2 separate regions of the Mus musculus genome follow, and region 2 is linked to region 1. The links are chromatin contacts, called in public Hi-C maps. All regions are on one chromosome and are shown on one strand. The core of a region is the stretch at or near the end of the contact, and the rest is flanking DNA. Distances in the headings are between cores, read along the strand shown.

Region 1 (5,457 bases), core at 1,457-3,956:
CATACATAAGGTGAAACATGATCAAAGAAGACACTTAACCCCAGCCTCTAGGCCCCACATGCGGAGGTCATCAACAGCACATGTGCACACCTCCACGTGTGCGTTCTCTTTCTCGATCACATATACACACATGCAGAAATAAACAAAAATGCCAATTTTGAAACAAAATTTCTCTTCTGATACAACCTCATGTTGAATTCATTTTAACTGTTTTATTGAGAAATTATTGTATAAAGTGTTAGCTAAAATGCAACCAGTTGGGATCATCCAAACGTGCAGTCACCCCATTCTTGTGTTTTACAGGCATCTCTCTATGCTCTGGATCCTAGGGCAGGACTCCTGACAGTTGTGCTATGTTGGGACACTGTTTGCCTCTAAAGCCATGCTGGTTCAGTGAAGTGTTTACTCTGGGAGCTTCATTTCCCTCTGCTTGGCCACCTACACCCCATTCCTCAACCACAGCAGTAAATGTCTAAAATTGGTGCTGGTTCTGATAAACATGGTGATGACATCAGCCTGTGCTCCAGCTCCTGGAGAACAGTGACTACTCAGTCACTTGTGAGCAGTTAGGTCCCAGCAGCACTGTCCTGTCTGTACAACTCCAGGCCAGTTACCGCAGGGATCTCTAAGGCTTGTCATACATACTCAGGGAGGGTGGGTAAAGAAAAGAACCATATAACCATTTGAAAGGAGATTAACCTTATGTGGCACATCAACATGTCGCTGACCTCACTGAACTGTATATGTAAATGGGAGAGAGAGATGTAAGACAGACAGAGAGAGAGAGAGGGAGAGAGAGAGAGAGAGAGAGAGAGAGAGAGAGAGAGAATCGAGTCTGCTATGTAATGGTCAATAACTGTACCACACCATGGGGATGCTCCTCTGCACATTAAGCCAGGCTGTGTGAGCCCAAAGTAAGCATCCATTCTTTGCCAATTAGCAAACCACACTTATCCACAGAAGTTTCTAGCTACAAGTGCCACAGGAAAAAAAAAAAAACCCTCAAAAACACCATGTGAGAGTTGGGGATAGGGAGCATGCGGAAGCATGGCTTCCTCTGGGTAGTTCTGTGATGGATACGATGCCAAGGACCGAGAAACCCTTACCTCCTGTCTCTGGAATTGCGGAGATCTGCGATTCACTCCTCTATAAGGATGGGGGGGGGGGGCACAAGTGTGTGTGTGTTGGGGGGGGTAGTGCGTGTGTGTGTGTGTGTGCTACTGGAGAGTCCTCCACTTTGGTGTACACAGTACCCGGCTTCTTAGGGGGCTGCGGCATCTGTGCCTTCCTGACCCTCCCTGCAGACAGTAGCTACCTGAGAACCTTTAGTGCTGGCAACAGAAAGACAGTTTGCCAAGAAGGTTAGTTGCTGTGCGGCTGAAGCCATAGGACCTGCCTGGCTCCCAGGTGCCCAAACATCGCAGCGGGATTAGCAGGTTGAGCTAGAGTTGTCATCATACCTCCTCTTATAACGCAAGGGGCAAACATCAGTCTGCACTGGCTTGAGCAGCGTCTACCCACCTCTGTGCCTAGGCTGTTTGCATCTTCACAAGCGCCTGGCAAGTCTGGACCGACTTGACTAGCTCTTGTAAGCTCCGCAAGCGGCTTAGGCTCTTGGCTGGAGGCTGCAACCCGGGGCCGCATGAGCGGCAGGAATTCTGGGTGCTAGTCACTTTCAGAAAGTTTCCCTACATTTACGGCTCCCTACAAACGCCCCCACTCTACCAACTACTTACCAATAGCGGCGACCAACAGACGGACAGCACACACATGATCCCCATGAGCTGGATGGCCGTCTCCGTGGTGATTCTGCCCCACTGGGCGCTGGACTGCGAGACGGCGGCTTTGGCCCGACAGCGGGACACCAGGGCTTTGATGGTCGCCAGGTTGCAGGCAAAGGTCACCACCAGAGCCAGCAAGCCCAAGCAGGCGAAGGCGGAGGCAAAGGCCACGCTGCCCGGCTCGCGCGCAGGGTCTGTCTCGTTGCCCGCCGGCCCGGTGCTGATGAAGCACCACGTGCCCGGCCACTGCACGCTGTAGCGGCCCACGCCCAGCACCGGCAGCAGCGCGAAGGCGAGCACAGACAGCCACACGCCCAGCAGTACCGCGCGCGTGGCGCGAGTCTTCATGTGGCTGGCATACCAGTGCGGCGCACGGATGGCCAGGGCGCGCTCCACGGCCATGGCGCTGGCCACCAGGAGCGAGGATAGCCCGAACACTGTCATGGTTAGCCCGAAGAAGGTGCACAGACGCCCCGATGGGTCGAGCTGCTCCCAGCGTCGCTGTGACAGGTACACGAGGATGACCACCGGGCTGGTCAGGAGCTGCCCCACTAAGTCGGTGAGCGCCAGCCAGCCAATGCACAGCAGGAAAGACTTCTTGCGCTTGCTCTCGCGGCGCCGGTAGCTGCGCGACACGAGCAGCATGGCCAGCGCGTTGCCCACGAAGCCAGTGACCATCATGGTGATGGGAAAGGCCACGGACACGGAGCCGCAGTCGTCGGTAGTACTTGACAGGTTGCTGTGCGCTTCAGCAGAGTGCTCCGGCGCCCACATGCTAGCCATAGTGGCGGGGCCACGGTAGGGCGCACGGGGCCGGAGCCTCCCGGCTCAGCTGCGGGATAGCAGCAGAGTGCACTGGGGGACAGCCGGAGCCCAGGCTCTGCTCTCCATCGCCCGCCGCCTCCCGCGCTAGGCTGCGGGGACTGGACAGGCGCCGCCCGACGCCGCGCGAGGCTCCTCCCGCGCCTTGGAGCTCGAGGGGCGGTGCTGCGAGTAGGCAGGCGAAGGGCGGTGTGGGCTGGGATCACCTGGCGCCGCGCCCCCTAGGTCTGCCTCTCCAGCTCTGGGACTCTGTAAAGTGCTCATCAGCCTTTGGGTTACGTGACACTGGAGAAAAGACGAAATCTGACATGTTAGTAGCTGCGTGAATCGCAATGCTGATTTCTCCTCATGTTTGACTGTCATTGAATTTGTTTTATTTAATATATATATATAAATATATATATGTATATGTATCAATATCATATGTATATACATATGATACTCACATCTGGGAAAGAATAGGGATGAGTTTGTGTTTTAAGTCTTCCTGAAACTATTGCCTTATTTTACTTTGGACTAATTCCAAACTCATATTGGTAAAATACTTTTCTAGGATAATGTCAGTTTAAAAATCCAAAACCAAGTAAGCACACAGGTGAAAGTACATAGCAAATTCACATTTTCACTGAGTGACATTTCAGTATAATGATACATTTAAATTTTAAGAGTATTCTGGAATTCATACATCAAAGAAAATATGCCACCCTTTAGTTAGATCAAAAATTTTATATTTATTAATAACTAACTTGTTTACATTATCATCCCCCTATTTCCCACCCCGCTGTGTGTGTGTGTGTGTGTGTGTGAGAGAGAGAGAGAGAGAGAGAGAGAGAGAGAGAGAGAGAGAGAGAGAGAGAGAGAGAGAGAGAGTCCTTTCGTATTTACATTGAGGTCAGACTTCAACATGGAGTGTCTTCCACTGTGACTCCCGGCCTGGTATGGCCTCACACACCCAAGCCCAACAGCCAGGCTACTTTTACTCAGGTGTTGGGAATCCCAATTCAGGTCTTCCTTTGAGTGGTTAGCATTCTATTCATTAGGTCACTTCCCCCTGCCTAATGCTTACTGAGAAGGTCGACCATAAGAACATGTATTGGCAAAGATAGTTAATCAATCTCTCTCTCTCTCTCCCTCTCTCTCTCTCTCCCTCTCTCTCTCTCTTATTGGATATTTTCATTTACATTTCATGTTATCCCCTTTCCCGCCCCTCCCTGTAACACCCTATCACATCTCTCCCCCTGCTTCTAAGAGGGTGTTCCTCCACCCACCCACCCACTCCCACCTCCCCACCTTTGATTCCCCTACACTGGGGCATCTATCCAACCTTCATAGGACCAAGGACCTCTCCTTCCACTTGATACCATGACAAGACCATCCTCTGCTACATATGCAGCTGGAGCCATGTGTATTCCTTTGTTGACAGCTCTTAACAAAGTTTCAGAAACCCTTCTCTTCTTGAAGCATTTTTTTTTTCCCAGCCAGAGTTACCTACATTTTAGCTGTTCACCCTGCAAATAAGTAACTTTTAGATTCTCCTGGTTGTTTTCCTGTTGGTTCTTTTGCTAGCTGCCAAGAGTTGACTTAGTTCATTTGAAACGACACTCCCCTCTAGTGGCTAAACTGCTAACATGCACTATCTTGTATTAAAGAGAATTTCTTTAAAACATTTTTTTTTTTAATTCTTTAATCCCCCTCCTGGTCTGCCTTCTAACTGTTCCACATCCCATACCTCCTCCTCCCCCCAAAACCCCGGCTCCAAGAGGATGTTCCCCACCCCCCACCCCTCAAGACCTTCCCCACTCCTTGAAACCTGAAGTCTCTTGAGGGTTAGGTGCATCTTCTCTGACTGAACCCAGACCCATCAGTCCTCTGCTGTATGTGTGTTGGGGGCCTCATACCAGCTGGTGTATGCTGCCTGGTTGGTGGCTCAGTGTCTGAGCGATCTCCGGAGTCCAGGTTAGTTGAGACTACTGCTCTTCCTATTGGGTTGCCCTCCTGCTCAGCTTCTCCCAGCTTTTCCCTAATTCAACCACAGGGGTCACCAGCCTCTGTCCATTGGTTAGGTGTAAATATCTGCATCTGAGTCTTTCAGCTGCTGCTTGTTGGGCCTTTCGGAGGGCAGTCATGATAGGTTCCTGTTTGTAAACACTCCATAATATCAGTAATAGTGTCAGGCCTTGAGGCCTCCCCTTGAGCTGGATGCCAATTTGGGCCAGTCACTGGACCTTCTTTATCTTAGGCTCTCCTCCATTTTTGACTCTGCAGGTTTTTTTTTCAGACAGGAACAATTTTGGGTCAGAGTTTTTGACTGTAGGATGGCAACCCCATCCCTTCACTTGATGTCCTGTCTTTCTGCTGGAGGTGGACTCTATAAGCTCCCTCTCCCCACTGTAGGGCATTTCATCTAAGGCCCCTACCTTTGAGTCCTGAGAGTCTCTCATGTCCCAGGTTTCTAATACATTCTAGAGGGTCCCCCCACCTACTACCGCCATAGGTTGACTGTTTCTATTCTTTCTGCTGGCCCTCGGGGCTTCAGTCCAGTGTCACCCCCACCCCACCCCAATACCTGATCATGTTCTCCTCTTTCCCTCCATGTACTTTGAGACTGGGTCTCTCATCTCCTGGAGCTCACAAATTGGGATAGAATGACTAGTCCGTGATCCTCAGGGATAAGGATCCTTGTCCCCCTTGCCCCCATTGCTGGGATTACAAATCTTATCACTAGACTGATCATTTCCACAGGCTTGAGGGAATGAGCTCAGCCCTGTACTTGAATCTCTGATTAACCAATAAACCAGTGGAGGCTGAAATAAAAGGAGCGTATTTTCATTTTTCAAAAACATTAAAGCTTATA
Region 2 (5,457 bases), core at 840-3,339, 50 kb before region 1:
GTCTCAGATAGGGACGGTCAGCCTGAGCTCTGCAGAGGAGAGCTGATATAGGAACTTCTCAAATGACCATTATTGAGTTGCTACATGCTCCCTTATCGCACAAAGACAGATTGAAACTTTAATTATAAGCCAAGCACGGTGGTGCATACTTGTAATCCCAACTCTTGGAAGGCTGAGGTGGGAGGGTCACCAGTTCCAGGTCAACCTGGGTTACACAGCAATAGCCTATTAAGTAAAATAGAACAAAACAAAGCTGTCAGATATGTGTGTTTTGCCATTTTCTATCATTTCTCCTACTTCCTATGGAGCTGGTCTACACCCTCCCTCTCTTACCGAGTGGGATGATGGGACAGATTTTATACACTGGTGAATACACTTAACCTCTGAAGACTGGACCACTTGTCTTCTAAGCTTTTCTTCAATATTAACAATTTACAAAAATGAACTGACTCTACTGAGTGCTGATGCTGTCACTGTTTCATGAAATGCTTACAATAAATGTTTCCTTATATAAATATGTTACATCCACTTATAGCTAACCGCAAGATTGGAAAAGATGACATTAACTTGATTAAGATTGGACAGTGAGTAAATTAACAGAGCTAACTTTTTGCTTCATGCTCTCAAATACAACATGACATGTGGCAAGGCACGAGTCCTGGAGTCAGGAAGTCTCTCTCCACATGGCCACGTGGTGTGATGTGATGGATTTCTCAGGTCAGCTCCACTGCAGCTATCACTTCGTGCACTATGGGTAATACGGCAATTCTCCTTCCAGACCGGTGTCTCCTCACTCTTTGTAAAGACTTATATTGCTTTCTTTAACCATCACAGCTGCCCTATATGGTAAAATGCAAGTATCTTGCTTTTTCATACAAAACTTTTAAGAGCCCTTACACAGTTTCTTTCAAATACTTACATCTGGACCCCCAAACATATGTTCCCATAGCCCCGAAGCTGCTCTGGCTGAGACACTTACTTCCCTTCCAAACATTGACCCATCAATCAAGTTGGCATCCCACTTGCCTCTTGCCTCTAGGATATTCTTCTCTCCCCAAATGTTGTGCTGGGAAAATGGGAACAATGGCCTTTATTCAGGGAGACAGAGTAATGTCCTTTATGCAAGGAAACCATGAAATAGTCTTTCCTTGCTACTTCAATTTTTTAACCATTGTCCTATTAAAACCTGTTCTCATGAGATGAGACCCATCAATTATTATATAATTTTAAAATTACATAATTATGGGTAACTATTATGAAGACTTTTGGACACTATACCCAATCTGAACTTTGTAGAAGCTGGCCAGCACAGGGGCATCGCCACACATTTTCCCTATGCAAACTCATTTCATTTAGTTTAATTAACTGCAGTTTATTAAAAACAAAAATTTTAAATAAATATAAAAAAAAGTGTTGAAGCCATTTTGAGTAAACTTCTCTGGGTTCCAAGATGCCTGAGGACTGCATTTAGTTTGAAATAGTCAAGATATCATTAAAAATGAGATCAAAATAGATTCTAATATGCATCGATTTTCAACTCAGTAACACTTTGGTTGGACTGTCTTCAGAATTCACTTAGCAACAACAGCAGGATTCGAGTTTGGAGATGTTGAAATTTTATTCCCTTGAGAAAAAAACCAAAAAAAAAAACAAAAAAGTGAAGAACATTTTTTACTGTTCTAGTCAGTCTGACCAGAGGACTGAAGAGCATTGCACTGAAGAGAAAACTGGAGAATAAAAGGCTATCAACCAAGATTTCTCACTGTTAAGCAGCAGAAGGAAAACCAAAAAGCAAGTGAAGAATTATTTCTTTCTAAAAAAGAAAAAAAAATAGTCTACATCCAAAACCACATCTTGCAGAGTAAAACTAGAGCAAGTTTCCTTTAAGCTACAGGTTTTCCCTGAGTCCCTTTGTAAATGAGAGGAAAACCCCTTGCTTTTCAGCTTCTCTGCAAGCCTGCTCCCATGCTAAAAAAAAATTGGAGAAGCAAAGAACAAAGGGTCTGAGAAGCTTTTAGCTTCTGCAAAACCCACAGGCCTGGGCAGGAAGTGTCTGCCACTACTGCCAACCACCTGCCACCTCCAAGAGTGTCTGCCCTCCACTGCATCCTCCTAGCAAGGAAGAGCCTGGCTGTTTGCAGCACTGTGCACATGTACAGAGCAGACATGTGGTCATACCAATTTCTGGTGAGGAGCTTGTTTGCTGGTCTAAACAATCCTATTATAAAAGCCAACTCCTTGTAGCTGCTGAAGATGGGTCTGCCTCTCAAAATGTCTCAGCCTCAGTAGAGCCAGAGTCTTCCTTAGGCAGAGCCTCTGAGGTGCCCTCAGAGGTAACTGGTGGGCTTCAGAAAATGCCAACAGCTGTAATTCTTTGGTCAGGGATTACGTGATATTTAAGCTGAGAACAGGCGTGAAGCCCAGCTTGGCTCACATGCCGTATAATGGACATGGTTGGAGATTTACCTCGAGTGAGCCTCAGAGTCCTCCTCAGCAAATCTTGATAACAAGACCTACCTTGAAGTACAGGCACAGGATCTGTAGGCCCCATGAATGATGGGATCATGAAATGAAGTCTACACTGTTGGTTCCTCTAGTCTCAGGTTTTCTCACATTCACTTAAAGACACCCAAAAATCCTAACTTCTGTTCTTCTGTGTTTTGTTTTGTGACTGAGTCTCACAGTCAATACTGGCTTCATCTTCCAGTCTATCTACCTTAGTCACCCAAGTGCTCGATGACATCCATACATCACCACACCCAGCTGAGGGTTTGGCTCTTGACACTTTCCCCTAATTCGAAGGCCATTTTGAAAGCAAATGTCACCAAAATGATGAATAATTTAAAATTTAAATCATGGAGTCTAGAGAACAGGGAATCCAATAAAGACAGAAGGTGGGATGGATTAAATTGTATTCTATCTACAAAGAGAGAATAAAGGCAGAGAGAGCCAGGGTCAGCATGTGCATTTAGTGATGGTGGATAAAGGCAAGCAACATACACATTAGTTAGAAATGTGTTACTGAAAACATGCCAAGACAGAGGCCAAGAAAGCAGCAGTCTCCTGGCAGTGTGGAGGTGCAGGTTCAAGGCGGTCAGGTCTTGTCATGAGCCTTTGGCATTATTTGACTTTTTAAAACATTTTATTGGCACATTCATTTCACATAGTGAAAGGCTTTATAAATATAATTTCAGGTACATCAAAAACTTTGGCCATATTTATCACACAAGATCCTCCCTTTTCTCTGAGTGATATATATATATATATATATATATATATATATATATATATATATATATACATATATATATATATATATATATTTACTAAAAATTTTTAAGGAAAAATAAAACTGTTTAGAAAAACTACACAGTTGGGTTATAATGGACAGAGACCAAGAAACTTTTATTAACTTTTCAATGTGAAGGTGATGCACAAATGTATTGAGTCCATATTTTACAAATAAGTCGAAAAGAAATGAAGCACCCTAAATTGTGTGCCCCATCTGGATCAGTGACCAGCCTTTAAGAGTGGTTGAGTGTTCCAGTGACAGTGTGGGTGCCTAACACTGAAGTGGAAGCTGTCTGAACAGCTCAAGATGGGAACAGCCAAGTTAGCTTACTGGTGGTGCTCTGCTAGTGAACAAGGTTGGTACAATAATAGCAGCCACAAGAATAGTGTTCTCAATAGTGTGAGACTTTAGGAGTTTGCTTGCCCTAGTAATTTCAGGCTGGCTGGAAATCTGAGTTCAGAAAAATCTGTTGACTTATCAAGAACAAATAACCAGTAAATAACCAGTCTAACTGCTGCACTTGATATTCTAAGTCCTTGTCCATCCTGGGTGACTCCCTCTTTTACTTCTCACGAGAACTTAGAAAGCATTTTTGTGAAATAACTTTGCTGAAAGAATAGTTAAGAATAGTTTAAGCTAGACAGTGGTGGCACATGCCTTTAATCCCAGCACTTGGGAGGCAGAAGCAGGTGGATCTCTGAGTTTGAGGCCAGCCTGGTCTACAGAGTGAGTTCCAGGACCTCCAGGGCTACACAGAGAAACCTTGTCTCGAAAAAAAAATTATATTGGGCATATCAGATGGCAGAGGGAAATCTGTTGATGAGCAATGTACAACACTTAAATTATGAATGTACAGCACTTAAATTAGTAATCACTCTTGGCCATATATTAACACTTCAACAATTATTTTCAGCAAGAATTACTTTTGTTTCCATAGTTCTGAAAATGACGATGTTAGGGAAAAGTTTTCAATCGCCAATAAATAGCAAAACTAGGTAACCATAGGCAATTACTTTTCTCCAAAAATGATGTTTGGTGAATCTTCTCCAAACCACTGACCCTTAAGAATCCCTGTGTGATGTAAAAAAATACTCCTGAAGTCATTCAAGAATGTAGCCCACTTCCATATTAGAGAACAATTTCTAATTTATGGATTTTTGAAGGTTCTAAGATTTCATTTCCATCTTCACTTATGAGGCAATAGAAATGCAGAGATCAATTTCACAAAGCACTCCATACTTTTCCCCAGAGAAATTCAGGTCATAAACTATGTTGCAGCTTCTTCTGAAGGCAACAGTATACAGTGTAAGGGCGGGCTCCTTGCACCTATGCAAAGATTGGGTCAGCCAGGACATCACTGCCACTGGCATTTTTTTTTCTTTTTAATCTTTGTTTCTCCCCCCCCCTTTTTTTAAAGACAGGGTTTCTCTGTGTAACCCTGGCTGTCCTAGAACTCGCTCTGTAGACCAGGCTGGCCTCACAGAGATCTGCTTGCCTCTGCTTCCTGAATGCTGGGATTAAAGGTGTGAACCACCACACCTGGCTGCCATCTGCATTTTAAATAGTAATACACAGACTTAGTTTGTGCAGAACTATAAACACATTCTAATCATTAGCTTGTTTTTATGTAGACTATACTCAGAATTAGGGCTGTGCTTCTTAGAAATTCTGAATATCATTTTAAGTCTCTCTTGGTGGGTCAGCACAAAGTGAAGCAAAGGAATTCTCTTTGTGTGAAGACAAATGAGTCATAGGATAATTTTTGTTTTAAAAACTTGTTTCAGATGGACCAAGTGTGGTGGTGCACATCTTTAATCTAGGCACTGAGAGGCAGAGGCAGGAGGATCTCAGTTCAAGGCCAGCCTGGTCTACAAAGCTAGTTCTGGGACAGCCAGGGCCACATAGAGAAACTGTCTTGAAAACTAAAACCAACCAACCGACCAAACATCTAAATAAAAAGTAGAAAAAAGAAAAAGAAAGCTTGTTTCAGGGATTACATATTTAGTACAATGCTTGCCTAGCAAGCACAACATTCTGAATTTGGTTCCTGTTCTGTTTATAGTGAGAAATGACCATTCCTTCTCCTTAGGTTGGGTCACACTCTGTCTTGTTGTCATGCAATGGCAGTTTCTAAAGTGACAGTGGTGGGGTGAAGTCACCTTACT

Evidence for each region. A called contact is a pair of places that touch in the nucleus more often than the background predicts.
Region 2: a contact with region 1 is called in a Hi-C map of pre-megakaryocyte-erythroid progenitors, with 1.8 times the contacts expected there. The contact joins the enhancer-like site here to the promoter of Ptger3 in region 1. A contact is called at or near these places in 5 of 39 promoter capture datasets (the 3T3-L1 cell line, the HPC-7 cell line, HPC-7-derived erythroid cells and 2 more), 29 of 484 Hi-C or Micro-C datasets (the Ba/F3 cell line, DN3 thymocytes, the G1E-ER4 cell line and 21 more), 7 of 115 datasets of contacts at active chromatin or transcription factors (CD8 T cells, the HPC-7 cell line, bone marrow-derived dendritic cells and 4 more) and 1 of 9 other capture datasets (adipose tissue).

Annotation. Positions count from the first base shown.
Region 1 is chr3:157,564,125-157,569,581 of GRCm38.p6, reverse strand. It overlaps Ptger3 (prostaglandin E receptor 3 (subtype EP3)), which reads right to left and starts at 2,706. Exons shown (of 4, transcript NM_001359745.2): 1 at 1,737-2,706. The coding sequence starts at 2,564.
Region 2 is chr3:157,613,738-157,619,194 of GRCm38.p6, reverse strand. The region is part of intron 2 of Ptger3 (prostaglandin E receptor 3 (subtype EP3)); the gene reads right to left. Among named protein-coding and RNA genes, the nearest start is that of Ptger3, 50 kb to the right of the region's middle. Within about 2 kb of position 2,089, at least 62 of the 459 cell types and tissues checked have an H3K27ac peak or open chromatin away from gene starts, as enhancers often do. A contact at or near this core is called in DN3 thymocytes, the HPC-5 cell line, the HPC-7 cell line and 10 more, where this site is marked.